Linked DNA regions of Mus musculus: region 2 is linked to region 1. The links are chromatin contacts, called in public Hi-C maps. All regions are on one chromosome and are shown on one strand. The core of a region is the stretch at or near the end of the contact, and the rest is flanking DNA. Distances in the headings are between cores, read along the strand shown.

What was found. A called contact is a pair of places that touch in the nucleus more often than the background predicts.
Region 2: a contact with region 1 is called in a Hi-C map of uterus, with 2.9 times the contacts expected there. The contact joins two enhancer-like sites. A contact is called at or near these places in 1 of 15 datasets of contacts at CTCF or cohesin (the NIH/3T3 cell line), 1 of 484 Hi-C or Micro-C datasets (uterus) and 4 of 115 datasets of contacts at active chromatin or transcription factors (the NIH/3T3 cell line, bone marrow-derived dendritic cells, differentiating embryonic stem cells and 1 more).

What each region holds. Positions count from the first base shown.
Region 1 is chr10:4,557,830-4,561,473 of GRCm38.p6, reverse strand. It overlaps Ccdc170 (coiled-coil domain containing 170), which reads right to left. Exons shown (of 11, transcript NM_001370992.1): 10 at 2,741-2,977; 11 at 1-575. The coding sequence ends at 363. Among named protein-coding and RNA genes, the nearest start is that of Gm22739, 75 kb to the right of the region's middle. Within about 2 kb of position 2,208, at least 12 of the 459 cell types and tissues checked have an H3K27ac peak or open chromatin away from gene starts, as enhancers often do. A contact at or near this core is called in uterus, where this site is marked.
Region 2 is chr10:5,115,177-5,118,842 of GRCm38.p6, reverse strand. It overlaps Syne1 (spectrin repeat containing, nuclear envelope 1), which reads left to right. Exons shown (of 146, transcript NM_001347711.1): 115 at 1,721-1,876. Among named protein-coding and RNA genes, the nearest start is that of Gm51757, 210 kb to the left of the region's middle. Within about 2 kb of position 1,877, at least 16 of the 459 cell types and tissues checked have an H3K27ac peak or open chromatin away from gene starts, as enhancers often do. A contact at or near this core is called in uterus, where this site is marked.

The sequences.
Region 1 (3,644 bases), core at 959-3,458:
CTGTGTGTGTGTGTGTGTGTGTGTGTGTGTGTGTGTGTGTGTGTGTGTGTAAACACTTAAGTTACAAAGCATGTGTATAGGTCAGAGGACAGCTTGCAAAAGTCACTTCTCTTCCTTCTACCATGTGTGTCCCAAGGACAGAACTCGGGTTGCCAGGCTTGGCAGCAAGTGCCTTTACTTTCTCTGGCCCTAGGGATGGCACTTTGGGAGATCTTTTCACAGGTGATATATTCTTAGTAAGTCATCAGAGAATATATTAGTCACACACTATGGCTGAATTTCAAAAATATGAGGAATGTATGAACTGCACAACTGGAGAATCGTACCCCCTCCCTTAGTTCCTCCCTCAGGGAGGCAAGTGATCAATGCGGAATTTCCACACGGCAGTGTGAGCAGCTGCCTTGCTCAGCAGCCATGTCTTGGAGGCAGGCACAGGGAACAAAGTGGTGGTGGTGGTGGTGGCGGTGTGAATGGAGCAGTCTTTCCAGACACTTGATGATCTCATAGTCGGGAGGATCGTGAGAGGTCATGTTCAAGCCCAGCATACTGGAAACCACCTCTCTGAAGTCTGCCAGCTGCAATAGCAAGCAGAGACACATTAGCTGGGAAAGAAAAAACAAAAACACACCACCATTGCTGGGTCAAGTGCAACAACAATAGCAAGAAAGGAACCCTTAGATTTGCATGAGGTAGGCAAATGACCCACTCTACCCTGAGTTCTCTAAATTATGAATAAGTAGGCTTGCCTGCTAAATGATCTCTAAAATCCCTGCAGGTTCCCCAAGCCTCAGAATTTTCATAATCTCTTGCGAGTCAATGTGTGCATTTGCTACTGAGACGAGACCCCCGACACACACACACACACAAGAGACAATCGTTTCTGAGACTCTGACCTCACTAAGTCTGTTCAGAAATCCTGGATGAGCAAAACGATTAACTGAGAACACGCTCTGTGGCCTGACAAGGGACTCTACAAATGTTGATGTGAGTGGAGAAACATTTCTGCATTTGAGACATTAACAGGGAAATGGGGTTCTGAAACTCAAGACAAGGAGTAAGCTTTTGAAAACAGGAGGGCTTCTCGGTCCTTCTTAAACCAAAGACTGCTGCCTCAGTGTGTGGTTCTAACACTGGGCTGATCTGAAGCTACTAGGTGTATGGTAAAGGGAAAGTAGAAGCCAGGGGCAATGGTTATAATGGGCCCCACTGTTGTAGTAAATCTTATTCTGGGGGTTGCTATATTTAGCCTTTGAGTACCTAGCATCACCAGGCCAACCCCCGATATATTGCCTCTCTTCACGTCCTCCCAGGGTGGTTTCCATTGCCCTAGGTTACCATAGACAAAACAGGGGTATTTAGGTAAGCCCTCACTAAATATCTTCTATTTCAGAAAAGATGGCATGCACATCAAGAGTGCAGCCTGCAGACGGAGTGCCATCAGAAGAACACCATCCAAACACGCCAACCCCATGTTCATTTATCTCCAATTTCCTTCCCATGAATGGTCCAGCGTGGGAGATGAGAGGTTCTTATTTGCACACCACACCTTCAAAGTGTATATGGAAGCATCATCCTCGGTGGGATGGTACTGGCTTTATGAGCTAATTAGGCTTGGTTGAGATTATGATGTTGGCTTCTCTAAGACAAAATTGGTATCCTTATCAACGGATAACCACAGCTTTTACCATTTGAGGGTTTGGGAAGACATCATATGTAAACTTGACTCTCAAACCTATAGACCTAAGAGAAATAACTGCCCTGCTTATTATGAGCTGCCCTGATTCCTACACTTTGCTCAAGCACCCAAATAGAATAAGGTACCAGTCTAGTCTCCCAAATGCAAGCGCTTCCCTCAGAGTTTCCCACTCTCTTGAATATGGCCAAAACTCACAATTCCTGAGATGTTTTCTTCCTGAGAACGCTTGCCCTTAGAGCTTGGCTCTTCCCAGCTCTGCCTGACACATGAGCCAAAGCAGAGTGGAGGAAAGAAAAAAAAAATCCCTAGGACCAGAGACCGTTCTCTGCCCTTTTCAGCTTCAGAAAGTGACACACTAGTCAAAAGCAGTAGGGGTCAGACTGCCCGGGACAGAGTTCTTTATGTTTGACCTGATGTGCTCATGAGATAAGATTCTCCTTGTAACCAGCCAGCCAGCCAGCCAGCGTGTACTTTTTTTATGGCTTACATCTGTGCTTGGTCAACCATGAAGTCTGTGCCACTGTTGGAGATTGGAGGCTGTTTTCCTGCAACTGATCTCTGTGGGAGATACGGCTTCTCTGAGCTCCAAGGCCTGCTTAACATTAAATGTGATGAGGCAATCTCCAGACAATTATCAAATGCAGTTGGAAGCATCTCATCACCCCCAGACGAGGATTCACACTAGCTTTCTAATGCTTTGATAAGAGCATTAGTTTTTGTTTCTTTCTTATAGTCTATGCCATGAAGCATGAACTGCTCTTCTTGGCCAAGAAACTCATAATGATTATTGGCTTGCCAAAAAGATGCTGGGGAGTGGGCAGATATGTTGAGATGATATAGAAACCGCTACACATTGTGTTGGAAGAAATGTATGACTAATGCTTTCTTTAGAGGCACACATGCAAAATTAGAAGGCCACACGGGAGCTAAGCATGGTCCTGCACACGGATGGCATACAAGTTCGCAAAGCAGTCCAAAGCTTTAAGTATGACTATGCATATAGCTTTTCAACCATCCTGTCCTGTCCTGAAGATTTATATCTACCTGCATTCCTCTCCTCTCCGCTTCATCCAAAGACTTCCTCAGGGTCTTCAGTTCAAGGCTGGCCAACTCTATCATGGCTCTGCTTCTTTCCTGGTGTGCTCGAGCCTCCTGCTCTGTGTTTTCCAGCTCAGACATGACCAACATGAGCTTTTTCTCTGCATTCTCCTTCATCTTCTCCAGCTCGTCTCGGGATTGATTTAAATCTTCAATGGCTTTGGTCTGTTCCAAGGTTTTAATCTAAGAAGTCAAGAGCATGATGATAATTTCCCTTGTACTTTCTTAAGAGAACTGGATACAAAGATAACTGGGAAGTCAGTGGAATTCCCTTAACTTTTTTTATGAATGAACAGTGGACTTCATCCCAAGCAGCTATGCAGACCTTACAAGACAGCATGGGCTGGATAAGCATGACTTCAGTCCTTATAGCTTATAAACAATAGAGTGGAGTAGCCTTATTTAAAACATCAAGCCACTAAAATGGCAGGCAGCATGGCTGGATTGAAATGGCTAGAATAAACCTGGGAGCAAGTTGGATTTTCTGTGCTACCCAGTGGAACCCTGTGCCTTGCAGATAAACAATAGCAGCAGCAAAATGCCTCCTCTTTTTGTGGCGTCACAGGGGGGCCCCTCAGAAGGTCTCTCTCATTGCTGTAGGGGGGATCTCTATAGGACGTTACACATTCAGAAGAATCTCCAGATGTGGACATGAGGCAAAAGATGCCATTGAATCCTGGGCAGACAAAGGGCAGAGATGGTCCCCAGCTGGAGACTCACCCCAGAGCCTTAAAGCCCTAGGGGAGGTTCCTGGGATGGGAGATGTGTCCTTGGGAGTTTGAGATCACACTAACTGCTTACAAAATAACTCAAGTAAGGAAGTGTCACATCCAGCACAGCTCCAAGGACA
Region 2 (3,666 bases), core at 628-3,127, 560 kb before region 1:
AATCACAAAAATAGTGACAAAAGAAGAAATGAGAGAATGACATAAAACAACAATCATTTCCTTAAGCTAACAAATAAATGAATTTCTGATTAATGCACTACGGCAAAATTAGCTCCATGATAATTCATGATGGAAAAGCAGAATCTCTTGGCAGCATGGCAGATTACCACGCTGAATATGATATATCTAGTTTTGACAGTTTAAAGAATATTTCATATATATATATTAATTTTATTCCTTTGGGACAAGCATAAGATATATTATTAGCCCTATTTTATAAATGAGAGAGAGAGAGAGAGAGAGAGAGAGAGAGAGAGAGAGAGAGAGAGAGAGAGAGAGAGGGGAGACGTCTGAGGGCTGGAGTGGAGGTCAGTTAAAGAAGGACTTTCTTAGCACGTACAAAGCCCCAAGTTTGATTCCCAGGACCTCATACGTTGGAATTTGTGCTGCTAGTTTGTAATCCCAAAGTTTAGGACGTAGATCAGGAAGGATCAGAAAGGTATGTTATCTGTGGCTACGTGGTGAGTTCGAGGCCAATGGTATGCTTGAAATCTTATCGTAAAAAAACAGCTGGGTCATAGCAGAAATAAAAATAAAGGGAATAATAACAATTTCAAGAGAAGCATAATACATAAACACTTGACCAACAGCTACTCAACTACAATTTTTTTATCCATATTTGAATCATTGAGCTGGTAAATTGTTATACAAGCATTAGGGCCTGGGCTTGGATCTCCAGCATCCACATAAAAGGCGGGTGTGATGCTGTCTAGAATCCCATCAGTGGAGAGGTAGAGACAGGAGAATCCCTGGGACTTGCTGGGTAAATAAACTTTTAAAAACTGTCTGAATGTTTTGTTTGTGTGCATATCTGTATGCTATGTGTGTGCCTGGTGCTATTAATGAAGGCTAGAGGAGGCATCAGACAAGGAGTTACAGACTGTTGTGAACCACAATGTGGGTGCTGAGAGTTGAACTTGAGTCTTCTGGAAGAGCAGACAGTGTTCTTAAGCGTGGAGCTGTGGCCCCAGACCCTCTATACTGTATGGTCTCAGGAGGAGCTCTGAGCCTTTGGCCGACTTACTTTTCTTTTGTGAACATTTTATTCTCGCAGTTACAAAAGTGCCGTCTAAAGAAAATGAGAATTTCAGACACGAAGAAGCCTGTAGTCTTTCAGAATCACATAGAATCAGAGCATTGGAAAAAGAGAAGATAATACTTATTCTTTTCCATCTTTCCCATTTGAAGAAATTGACAATTATTAAAAGTTTCTCACTTTCTCAGAGTGACACAGCCAAAGAGCAGCAAAACCATGTCTGACTCTCAGGTGCCACCTGTCACAGGCTAGGCCATGTGATTTTTGGAAAAATGACGTTTGGGTTTAAGGATATAATCATATTGCAATTTTGGATATGTATTTCACTCCTTACAGCTTTTTGAAAAAGATATATAATGACATTTCTTTATCTGCGGGATAACCAGTTTTTATATTTTTCAGGGTATGCTAATTTACTATGGATAAAAGGACCTCTTTTTTTTTTTTTTAACATTTAAGTATAGGGAGAAGCATCACTGTGCAGACCCTCTCTTGAGAATTGTCATCTTTTTGGATTAGTATGGGGTTTTAGCACACGAAACTATAATGACTCAATTTCAGTGCACCCTAGAGTTCCATAATAGAACAATTTAAAATAACTATATATATTTTTTAATCTTTCAGGAACTGGAAGATTTGATTAAAGCAAAAGAAAAGGAGGTAGAGAAAATTGAGCAGAATGGCCTCGCATTGATTCAGAACAAGAGGGAGGAGGTCTCTGGCAGTGTCATGAGCACACTGCAAGAACTCAGGCAGACCTGGATCAGTTTAGACCGCACGGTAAGCCTGCTCCTGACACTCAACTCCCAGCTCTCTGAAACTGGGAGTGGATGTTTGCCGAAAGTCACTGAGTAAATAATTATCAAATCTCTACATCACCTCTTGGCACTGTTGAGTCTGTTTGATTAATCTTTCAATTTCTAGTGTTTCCTGTAGTAAGCGGTATTATATATATCACTCTCTTTAAGTGCACCCATCCTCATAGTGAGAGCAAACTTTCGAGGTACAGTTGTTCTCCAATGAGCCTATCCACACACTTAGCCTCTCCCAGAGTTCTAAACCGAGACAGAAAGAGATACATGAGATTAGTAGAGATATCTTTGTGTGTGACCAAAGGGCATTTCAAACTCCTCTGCCTAAAGTAAGGCACGGTTCCCGCCCCACAAACCTACTCAGTTACCGGGAACTCTGCCATGCCGCAACTGCTTGTACAGGCAACCTTCAAAGCCACTTTTCCTTCCTTTCTTTCTTTCTCTAATACTTACACCAAGCTCATCAGAAAATGTTGGCAGATACACTCTCAGAACAGACAGAATCCAGCCTCCTCCTCTGCAGGCACCCTGATTTATGCCCCTTTCATTTCCTGCTTGGATGATTTTCATGATCTCCTTAGCAGTCCCCATCTCAGAAGAGCCAGTCAGAATGAAGTCAAATCATGGCGTTGCCATGCCGAAAATCCCACAGTTGCTTCTGCTCCATAAAGAATGGAATAAGAGCTGCGTGCTGGCCAGGCTTCCCACTGTCGCTCTGGTTCTGTTTCCTGCTGCTGCCCTGCAAGGTCTTTTTGCTTAGCCACACTGGTCTCACTATTGAGCATAGTAGGCATGCCCTGCATGCAGAAACTTTGGATTGTCGGCTCCCTCCTCCTAACATACTATAACTTTCCCTTGTGTGCCTCAGTCTCTGTCAGTAAAAGGTAAAGACATTTGATAATGGACTCAAGAGTGTGTTGAATCTTCCAATAGGAACGGTAAGTGCTACAATGTGCACTATGCCTCTCTATGTAAGGTCATGTGGATCCCTGACACATTGGTGTCTGAATGCTTACTTATCCACTGTGGGGCAAACAGACAGACATGCGTGCACTTATGCTCACATGCTCATATGCACATGGCTATATACACACACATACCACATGCTGATGCACAAGCATGCATACCTACACACATGGATCCACAACATGTACACATACATACACATACATGTACTTACACATACACACATTCACATACACATACATGCATTTACACACACATACATGCATTTACACACACATACATGCATTTACACACACACATTTACACACATATACACATATATGTACTTACACACATTCACATATACATATACATGCACTTACACACATTCACATACACATACATATACATGCACTTACACACACACATTCACACACGCATTGTGTACATAGAAAGGGGACTATTTTGGAAAAGAATAGGGCCATGGAGTGGGGAAGTGAGTAAGGACTGTGGGGAGTGGATACTATCACGGGAAAGAAATGTCTGACAGCTCCTACCATCTGTGGGCTCTACTCCAGAGCAGCTTTCCCCTTTAGCCCCATATTATCTTTGACATGGCTTTAAATCTATTTTATTTTATGCATTTCTATAAATCACTACGAAGGTCTGGGAACAACTTACCATATCGTCATCAGTTAGGCATTTCTGTCACTGGAATATTGCCTTGTGAAAAACAATCAACAATGCAGAGAAGAAATGGGCTATGCAAAACTGCCCACCAATCACCTACCCTCATCTTCCGGTCTATTTTAT